Linked DNA regions of Mus musculus: region 2 is linked to region 1. Evidence: chromatin contacts called from public promoter capture Hi-C data. All regions are on one chromosome and are shown on one strand. The core of a region is the stretch at or near the end of the contact, and the rest is flanking DNA. Distances in the headings are between cores, read along the strand shown.

What was found. Promoter capture Hi-C pulls out the DNA fragments that hold promoters and counts their contacts.
Region 2: a promoter capture Hi-C map of hippocampal neurons shows a contact between it and region 1, with 2.6 times the contacts expected there. The contact joins the enhancer-like site here to the promoter of Gpr26 in region 1. A contact is called at or near these places in 1 of 39 promoter capture datasets (hippocampal neurons), 4 of 484 Hi-C or Micro-C datasets (cerebral cortex, embryonic stem cells and nephron progenitors) and 2 of 9 other capture datasets (adipose tissue and pancreatic islet).

Annotation. Positions count from the first base shown.
Region 1 is chr7:131,964,188-131,968,962 of GRCm38.p6, forward strand. It overlaps Gpr26 (G protein-coupled receptor 26), which reads left to right and starts at 2,273. Exons shown (of 3, transcript NM_173410.3): 1 at 2,273-3,408. The coding sequence starts at 2,741.
Region 2 is chr7:132,029,244-132,034,018 of GRCm38.p6, forward strand. It overlaps a transcript of Cpxm2 not described here. Among named protein-coding and RNA genes, the nearest start is that of Gpr26, 65 kb to the left of the region's middle. Within about 2 kb of position 2,733, at least 18 of the 459 cell types and tissues checked have an H3K27ac peak or open chromatin away from gene starts, as enhancers often do. A contact at or near this core is called in cerebral cortex, hippocampal neurons and pancreatic islet, where this site is marked.

The DNA of each region.
Region 1 (4,775 bases), core at 1,023-3,522:
CCGAAATACCAGCTGTAGTTAACTCTTTCTCTTGTCATTTTTGCAAGAATTAAATCAGATGTGATGTTTGGACAGGTTTTGGCAACTTGTATGCCATGAATTAATGCATTGTAGCCTGTGCTTCCTACAAACACTGGTGGTCCTTTTGTGAGGCCAGAGCATTAGGCCACTGATGGTGGATGTGTCCAGGGCATGGTTAGCATCATCTGTCTAGCCTGACCACTTCTGAGCATCATTTGTAGAGCTAGTAAATGAGGCAAACCTGACTTAGAAACCCCAGGAATCTGAATTTAAACAGCACAGGAAGTCATTCTATAGAACATTATAATGTAAGAATCAAGGATCCACTGGTGTGTCCCAAAACATACTGGTTTACTCCAGAAGCAATCCCTAAACATCCATCTCATCCCAGGGGAGAGGCTTATCAAGACAGTCTGTGGAAGCAGGGAGACACATGGGTGAACAGCCCACATTGTTGTTGTCATCAACCAAGCAAGAGATGAAGATGCACAGCCAACCTGAGTTCTGTAGGCCCCATGAGGAGACCAAGGGCTGAGAAGGATGACAGCATTCTGCTTGCTTTTCTCTTCCCTGAGAGGCAAAACCACTTCCACACAGTATCAACGCAGCTCTAAAAAACAGATAAGGAAGCCAAGACTCGGGGAAGATGGGTGTTTGGCTCAGGGTCTTGTGAGGTCAGTGAGTGATGTGCTGGTAACTGCTTAACCACGGGCTCAGATTGCGGGTGGGGCGGGCTGAGCTGTGACATTTGTTTGTTTCTGTGGTATAAATGCCCTTAGAGTGTCAGGTTTCTATTACCAATGTGCTGCCTCTTAAGGGGGGTTGCAGAAGGGTTCCCAGGCACCCTTGGAAGCTGGTAAGAAGTGGTCCTGTCCTGGGCACTCTTGGGTATATTCATTATAGTGGTGCTTAGCATCTGTCAAGGTGTAGAAGAGAAAGGCCATTGTTCTCTCTGACTTGCAGGTGCTTTAGATTAACCCCCTCCATCCTTGAATCTATGTGAGGGAAGATAATTAGTGTGATGGGGGAGACACAACAGCTCCCTTAGGGAAACTGTCTATATTTGGTTTCTTTCAGACTGAGGTCTGGCTATGTACAGTCATCACTGGCCATCTCACCAGGCTCTGAAATACAGTGTAGGTGGTCACTGGAGGAGGTAGCATCCCATAGAAAGGCAAGAGACTGAGGAAGCTCTGAAAGTTGTCACCTGTCTGTCCACCAAGCACCTTTGAAACTACGGAGTCTGGACTAGGGATAGAAGAGACACAGTTCCCACATGTTTACCTGAGGGGAGGCTGAGACCCTTTATGTCCCAAACTCTGATGATCTGGATCAAACAGAGACATCCGCTATCCTCCCATTCTCTGAACAGTTCATCCACATGCCTAATAAGCTTATACTCGCTGGCTCGCCACACCCAGAATGGACAGGACAGCAGCTGGCCCAGGACACAATGAGTGTCCAGAACCAGCTACACCAGGACTACTTCTGATGACCATGGACAGAGTGTGTTCTTGACTGATGGCATGCCCAAGGGATGTCCCGGTGAGCCTCAAGTGACCTTGCACCATATCTGAGAGTGTAGCTGAATGACTAGAGAGTGAAGAGACGAAGCTCTGGAGACTCAGTGTCCAGCAGTACAGCAACTGCCTGCAGATAGATGAGGGGAGATCTCAGGAGATCTCTGGCCATAATGCAAGACAGAACTGTGAATTCTATCCCAGCTCAGCAGAAGCCTAGCCAAGCTCCCCAGTTCATCTTAGATAACAGCAGCAATCCTAGATGCTGGGCAGCTATGGGGCAGGTGGACTGGGTCAAGGTCTGGTCACCTAGGCAGGGACAAGCAGCACTGGGACATGAGGGTGCCCAGACATTCTTCCCTTTTCCTAGATTTCTTGACTCAGCCTGTCTCCAGCTCATATAGGGGAGGATAGAAAGGAAGGGGAGGAGGGGAGCCACTGGGAGCCAGCCATTCTGCAAGGGAGCCGGTAGGGCTCCTTCCCTCCAAGTGTGTGTGTGTGTGTATGTGTGTGTGTGTGTGTGTGTGTGTGAGAGAGAGAGAGAGAGAGAGAGAGAGAGAGAGAGAGAGAATCGGTGGGATTTCCTTCTCAGAAGCAGCCAGTTTCCTAAGAGAAAAAAGAGAGAAAGGAGAAAGAAAGGGAGGAGAAAATTGGAGGTGGGAGAGACAGAAGGGGGAGGGGGCAGAAAGTGAGAGCACACAGGAGACTGAGCACAGAGGCAGAGAGAGGGAGACAGAGAGAAAGCCACAAAGCAGAAGGGTGTGCGGAGCAGAGCCAGAGCTGAGAGGGACCCAGTAAGGGCGGGTGCAGGCAGACGCAAAGCCAGTGACCACAGGAGACTGCGACCCCGGATTCCAGGGCACTTCAGGAGGTCAGAGGAGCACAGGCCAAGAGGTGGTGCGGGACTGGGAGTGAACACTCGCCTAGGTGATCGCCGGTGAGGTGACCCCAGACTCCGAGTGGTTCCGTGCCCAGGTGCTCGCCTGGGAGGTGGCGCGGGGCTCCGGGAGGCTGCGTGCCTAGGTGCTGGCCCAGGGGGTGGCGCGGGCTTCTGGGTTGGTGGATGCCCTCTGGGTAGCCATGGCGACAAGGGCCAGGGGTCGCTGGGCTGCCGTGTCGCCTAGGGGCTGAGTCGACAGCAGGCTGCGCCATGGCGGCGCGGGGTTGCGGGCCCTGAGCGCCAGCGGCGGGCGCGCACCATGAACTCGTGGGACGCGGGCCTGGCGGGGCTGCTGGTGGGCACTATCGGCGTGTCGCTGCTGTCCAACGGGCTGGTGCTGCTCTGCCTCCTGCACAGCGCTGACATCCGCCGCCAGGCGCCGGCGCTCTTCACTCTCAACCTCACGTGTGGCAACCTGCTGTGTACCGTGGTCAACATGCCACTAACACTGGCCGGCGTCGTGGCACAACGGCAGCCGGCCGGGGACCGCCTGTGCCGCCTGGCCGCCTTCCTCGACACCTTTCTGGCCGCCAACTCCATGCTCAGCATGGCCGCGCTCAGCATCGACCGCTGGGTGGCTGTGGTCTTTCCGCTGAGCTACCGTGCCAAGATGCGCCTCCGAGATGCCGCCTTCATGGTGGCCTACACGTGGCTGCACGCGCTCACCTTCCCGGCCACCGCGCTCGCCCTGTCCTGGCTCGGCTTCCACCAGCTATATGCCTCGTGCACACTGTGCAGCCGGCGGCCGGACGAGCGCCTGCGCTTTGCTGTCTTCACCAGCGCCTTCCATGCGCTCAGCTTCCTGCTCTCCTTCATCGTGCTCTGCTTCACGTACCTCAAGGTGCTCAAGGTGGCCCGCTTCCACTGCAAGCGCATCGACGTGATCACCATGCAGACGCTTGTGCTGTTGGTGGACATACACCCCAGGTGAGTGCCCTGACCCAAGACTCTGAGCACTTGGTATTGAGTTAGGAAGGTCCCAGCATCCCGGGAGATCCCCTTTCTGCATCAATGGCATTAAGCACGGGTGGAATAGCAGATCCTGTTTAAACGGGTGCCTAGAGCTTCACTTTCTGAAACATGGGACTGAAACCCCAGCCAGAACATCTTGTTACCCTTATACTCTGGGCAGTGAACTCTGTTCACTTTTCGAAGCTTGAAAGTGGTTTGGATCTGAGAGGGGTATCTAGAGGATTGGAAAACCCTTAAGAACTCTTCAAATGGTGGGTGTTATTCCTCTGGGTCTTTGCAGTCCTGGGTGTGGTGCCACCTGGATCTCCTCGCATGAGTCCTCATTAAACAGAATCCATAGCACCTTCTCCCAGTGATGAGCTCTGAGGGCCCCAGTTCTTCTTGCCTTCCTAGAAGGTTCAGTCCATCGTTTTCTAGACTTGGAACCTCAAGGTCCCTTAAAGAATTTGTATCTCAGGTTTCTGAAACCAAGCCTGCCCACCACTTCCATTCTGTTGACTTGCTATTTCTTTGGAGAAGAAGGAGGGAGGCAAATGGAAAGATGGACTGGGAACCTCCGTGGTCCTTAGTGTTCCTTAGGGAGAAGAGGAGGAAACTGTCAATCGGGCTGTTCTGAGCTCACCTCATCTTTCCTCTTGAGACTAGGACATCAAGAGGGAGGGTGCTTCTGTGGCCTCTGCCAGTTTATATACATTAAAAGCAGACTCCCTCTCTGCTGCCTGGGACTTAGGAGTCCACTTGACACAGAAGATACAGCACACAGGGAGCAATAGTGATGGACAGTTAGGCTTCAATGTGTGAGCAGAGCCCCAGGATGTGGGGAGCCTTGGGGAATGGAATGTAGACCCCAATGTATATTCACCCTCCAGGGCACAGTGGACAGACTGAGCAAAAGCCTTTGTGAAGCTTCCCTGCCTTGAGCAATGTCACTATGCTGAATGTTACTCTACCCGCTCATCAGAAGGGCATGGCTGAGTGTGTCTACTGCCACCCCCTGAGCACACATTCAAGATGACATGGTGGTCCAGTCTTTCCCAAATAAAATCTTCCCCACAGAAGCTTAAACCAAATGTGCTTACATCAGCTCTCTCAGCAATGGTCTGTGCAGTTTAGTCATTTCAGGAGAGAGTCTGAAGCCACACTTGTAGAAACATTCCCGTTCATTGTCCTTCACTTTAGAAGGGGCTGGGGCTGGGTCCGGGTCCGGTTCTGGTTCTGGTTCTGGGGCTAGTTCTGGGTTTGGGACTGGAACCGGGACTGGGGCTACTGCTGGGGCTGGGGCTGGGTTTGAGGCTAGAACTGAGGCTGGGGCTGGGGCTGGG
Region 2 (4,775 bases), core at 1,483-3,982, 66 kb after region 1:
AGCATTCTTATCTGTCCTATGCTAAAGGCCTTATAGATGTTAGAGTTAATACTGACAGTGGGGATGATAGGTGACAGAAGAGATGGATAAGAATACTTGGATATTCTGTACTCAAAGGACACATATATATTCCATGTTCTAGGAAAAAGAGTCCACACATACATATCGTTAGTAGCTTAGGATGTCCACGTTGTAACCCACCCAGCCTAGATGCCCCTGGAAAATGGAAGCTTGTCCCACCACAAACTTAACTAGACTCAGCGTTGCAAGAACTACCTGAGCCTAGATGTCCACAGAAAGAGGGCAGATTGCAAGACAGACACAGACATCACAAGGCTCAGAGGTGTGGGCTGAGCACCTGAGTGTCTGACTGGTTTTGCCCACTCCATAGAATCTACTAGCTCTAGATGAGGAACGAGGCAGTTGGGGTGATAGCCTGCTGCTTCCTCAGACTGCTGGCTCCCGGAGTAAAGAGCAACTTAAACCCCCAGTGCCTGTCTCTGCTCACTGGTTTCTGTTGTGAAAGCAGCACAAACTCTGATATTCTGGAAATCAATTCTTTTACACATCCATGGCATACTTACTGGGGCTGAAGCTAAGGATGGGAGAAAACTCCACATCCATAGGACAGAGCCATCTCCTGCTCCCTCCCCTGCTGTGTCTACTGACCCCATGATGCTGGGTAAGCAGTAGGGGCTCACTAAATAACTTGTTAAATGGATGAATTAGTGGATCAGGGTTGTGCCCGATCAATGTCCCATTCGATTCCTGCTTTGTGGGTACAGGAGTGTTTGTGCAGAGTTCTTACAGTTATTACTGCCTGCATCAGGGAGCTGAGAAGAGATATTAGTAAGTGTTCTCAGGCCACGTGTCGCCATGATGGATTCAGAACGTCACCTGAATGGGCTGTGTCCCAGGTGCTCCTTTCATGGTTGTCTTTTGCTCATGGGGAATGGCACTTCGGCCTCCTGGCCAGCAGCCCGTGATCCCAGTTTCACACTCATTTCCTGCGGACCGAGTATGCTCCACCTCAAATGCTCCATCTCCCTGACTTTACACCAAGCTCTTCTTGGACAGCATCCTCCTCCAGGAGTCTACTGGCCACATCCAAATGTATCAGAGGGCAAAGTGTTAACACCCCTGGGGCAGCCTTTGCCCAGCAGGCAAAAAGCAGGGGTTCAACACTCCTACCTCCTGTCCTCCACTGGATGATAGCAGGGGAACTTCTATTCTTCTGGAAGACCCCCATGGCATGAGTCACTGCTACTCAGTCAGGGACCTTATCTCCTCCACCCACCACTGTTCCTCCTTCCTCCAATCCCAAATCAGTGTCCTGTCAAATAAGCTCCCAGCACCCCAGTTCTTATTGAGACCCAACATCTGGGAAACCCTAAACCAAGGCACCTTATTAAACCAAATAGTTCACTAAGTACAGTGGTCTCCTCTGAATCCCACCTGGAAAGTTTACCAGGTATCTGTCCTTTCCCTAAACACTAGTTTCTCAGACTCCCCATTTTACTGTCTTCCCATCAGAAGGCCAGGGGACTTTCCCTCATGAAAGCCTCAGAGCTACTAGTGTGACCACAGCAAACCCTTAGCTTGTTTTTTTCCCCCTCCACCAAAAAAAAAATCATTTCACCAAAAAAAAACCCCCAAGAGTTTTAAGTATTGTGTAACATGCTTGGCTCAGGCCACCAGATTCCCTTCCTGGAAGAAGGTTCCAGGACCTTCCATGTTTATTGAATAGTTGGGGTCCTTTTCTATGCAAAATCCCCCAGCTCTAAAGTGTCCCAGCCATAAGAGAAGTATTGGCTTTTCCAGTCGAAGGTCTTCCTCTATTTCTCCTGCCTAGCTCACTCACTGCCTCCCGAGGCTGAGGTACATGAGAGGCCAGAATCCCCAGTGACCATGGGCTCCTGTTTCTGTCTTATGCAATGACTCAGGAACCTAAGGTTGGGTGTGCCTGTTCTCAGACTCTTACAGGACAGTGAGAACTTCTGAAATTCCTAACATTGACATGGGGAAAGGTGTGGCTTGCACCAGACATTTCTTTGACTCAGCTTTTCTAAAAAGGCCTGCACTCACATTTCATGCCATTCACTCACATTTCATACCATTCGTGTTTGGTAGAGCCTCATTCGGTCTCTACAGAGGGTCTGGGCAGCAGCAGGATGGGCCTCAGGCATTGCGGGCCCCCCCCCCCTGCAACCGTGAAGAATAACAACATCCTGATTTGCTTTTGCAGGTTCCCGACTGCATCAGCAGCACAGGGCTTGCTTTCACCAGGCACAGCCTGAAATAGACAGTTGTTGAAGTTGGGCCCTTGTTCTTCCTCCCAGCCCCATGCTCCCAGAAATAAGACTCAGACTCAAAAATATATTTACAAATACCTTGGCTATAGAGCTAGGTTCTTCTCTGACTAGATGCAAAGTAAAATATCCCATTTATTCTTGCCTACATTCTGCCATGTGGCTGGCTACTTGTGCTCAGCTACCATGTGTCCATCTGTCTGGGCACATTTTCCCGGTGGATCTTCCCACCTGACTCTCTCTCAGAATCCTCTCTGCCTCCCAGATGTCTCACCTCTATTCCCTACTAATCCATAAGCCATAGGCTTTTTAATTGACAGGTGATGCATCCATACAATACACAAGATATTCTCTCTTCAGACTGGGGCTCTGAAATCCAAGCCTCTGCTGCATGGGGGAGGAAGACAGAGAGCTGAGATACCTGGAGGGAAACCAACTCTGTATAGAAGAAACCATATGCTGTTATCTGGAGCTGTGAACCCTAAGCAAACATAGTCAGGTGGCAGAGTTGAGCTAATGCGGTTTGTTTGTCTGTTCTACATCAGAAGGGATTGGGGCAGGGTAAAAGCTGGCACAGCCCCTCCTGTGCAGCCCTTACTGGTAGGGCAGTAAATTGGCCACTCCCATCTCCAACCATCTACTCATTTGCACAGCAGGAGAGGAGGAATTGTGGAGAGGGACAAATCAGATGATGGTGGGCAAAGTGCTGGGTAAATGTAATGAATGCATTTACCCAGCAGGCCTACAATAAATGGAGATGAGTTTACCAAAGCAGAAAGGTCCCTCCTGGCTGCAGGCTTGCTCACAGCTGGCCATGAGTGGGGAGAGACAGACGGTAGACTCAAATCTATCTCCAGCCGCACGAGAGTGAGCTACTCACCAGGGTTCGTTCGAGCAAGGGGGCCACCCACCATCCCATCTGTTCTGGAGAATTCTGAAAGGCAGAAAAAGAGGATGGGCAGCTGGGTCACAGAGCAGACTGCAGGTGCCCAGGTATGGGAAGGTGCAGAGAGCTGAGGAGAGCATCCTTAGAGAATATCTGACTACTCTCTGATTGGTTCCAAATTTAAGGAAGTATTCTGCAAAGTTCTTTGTCGGTTGAGCAACTAGAAAGGATAAGCAGTTTTCAGAAGCTATTCATGAAGCTCTTTATTCTCTAGAAATACAGAGTTGTGCAGGCCAGTGAGAGAGATTCTGGTTCCATAGCCTGAGGTGTGCAATGCAGTAGTGATGGCAGCGTGCTGGAACACTGAATGCTTTCTTCAGGCTACTTAACAGTGGCCACTACACTGTGAGCATCGTCAGCCTAGGAACAGGAGACAAAGAGTTTGGGCAAAGGGCCTTCACTTGAGACAGAATATAAAAACCCCAGTTGTGAATAACCCAGTAAACATGAAGCGTCAGTCACAGCCCAGCTTTGTGGCTTCAGGTTTCAATTCCCTGGGGAGGATACAATTAGAAAATGGGCTAACCTGTTACTGGGTTCAATGCTGCTTAGCATTGGCTATGCTGGCCTTTGCAGCCCTGTCACTGGGACAAACATGCTCTGAAGCATGTGACGTTATATGTTCTACAACATGTCACATTAAACCCTTGGCACCTGAAGCCAAGATGGTTGACATGTCCAGAGGCAGGCATCTAAGGGACTGCTGTGGCAGCATTCTGGTGGCTCCAGGCTCTGCCATCCTTAAGGCTTGGTTCCCCTCTAAATTAGTCATCAAAGGCAGCTGCAGGAGCACCGGCTCTGTGCCCCTGTTCCACATTGTCAGGAGAAAGGAGAAAACAAAGGAGACACTCCTTCAAGAGCCTTCCCAGGACTGTCACTCATAGTTCCTTGTACAAAGATTAAACATGACACCACCAGTACTCACAAGGACAGTTGGGAAGTGCAGCCATTTTTCTGTCCATATTTGGTGCAGAGAAAATAAATAACCAAATTAATAGGCTTTTCCTACCTCCTCTCAACACTCAGAACGTTTCTGTGGCCAGATGTATGGGAATTTCTAAAAACTGTATTCTGTGTGAGGGTATTTGTATATGAGTGCAGTGCCCACAGAGGCCAGAGGTGACAGTTCTCTCTGGGGCTGAGGATACAAGTGGCTGTGAGCAGCCTGATGTGAGCATTGAGAATCAGATTCTAGTGCTGCCCAAAAGAGCAGCATGCTCTTAACCACTGAGCCAGCTCTTCAGACCCAGAGGGTTTTTTTGATTTTTTAAAACGTGTGTGTGTGTGTGTGTGTGTGTGTGTGTGTGTAAAAGAGAGAGACAGACAGAGACAAACAGACAGACAGACAGACAGACAGAATGTACGCCAGATGTGTGCAGGTGCCTGTGAAAATCAGAAGAAGGTGTCCTAAAACTGGATCTACAGGCAGTGGTGAGCTATCTGATTTGGGTTCTGGGATCCAAGCTTGGATCCTCTGGAAGAGCAGCTCAGGCTAAGGTCTCTTAACCACTGAACCATTT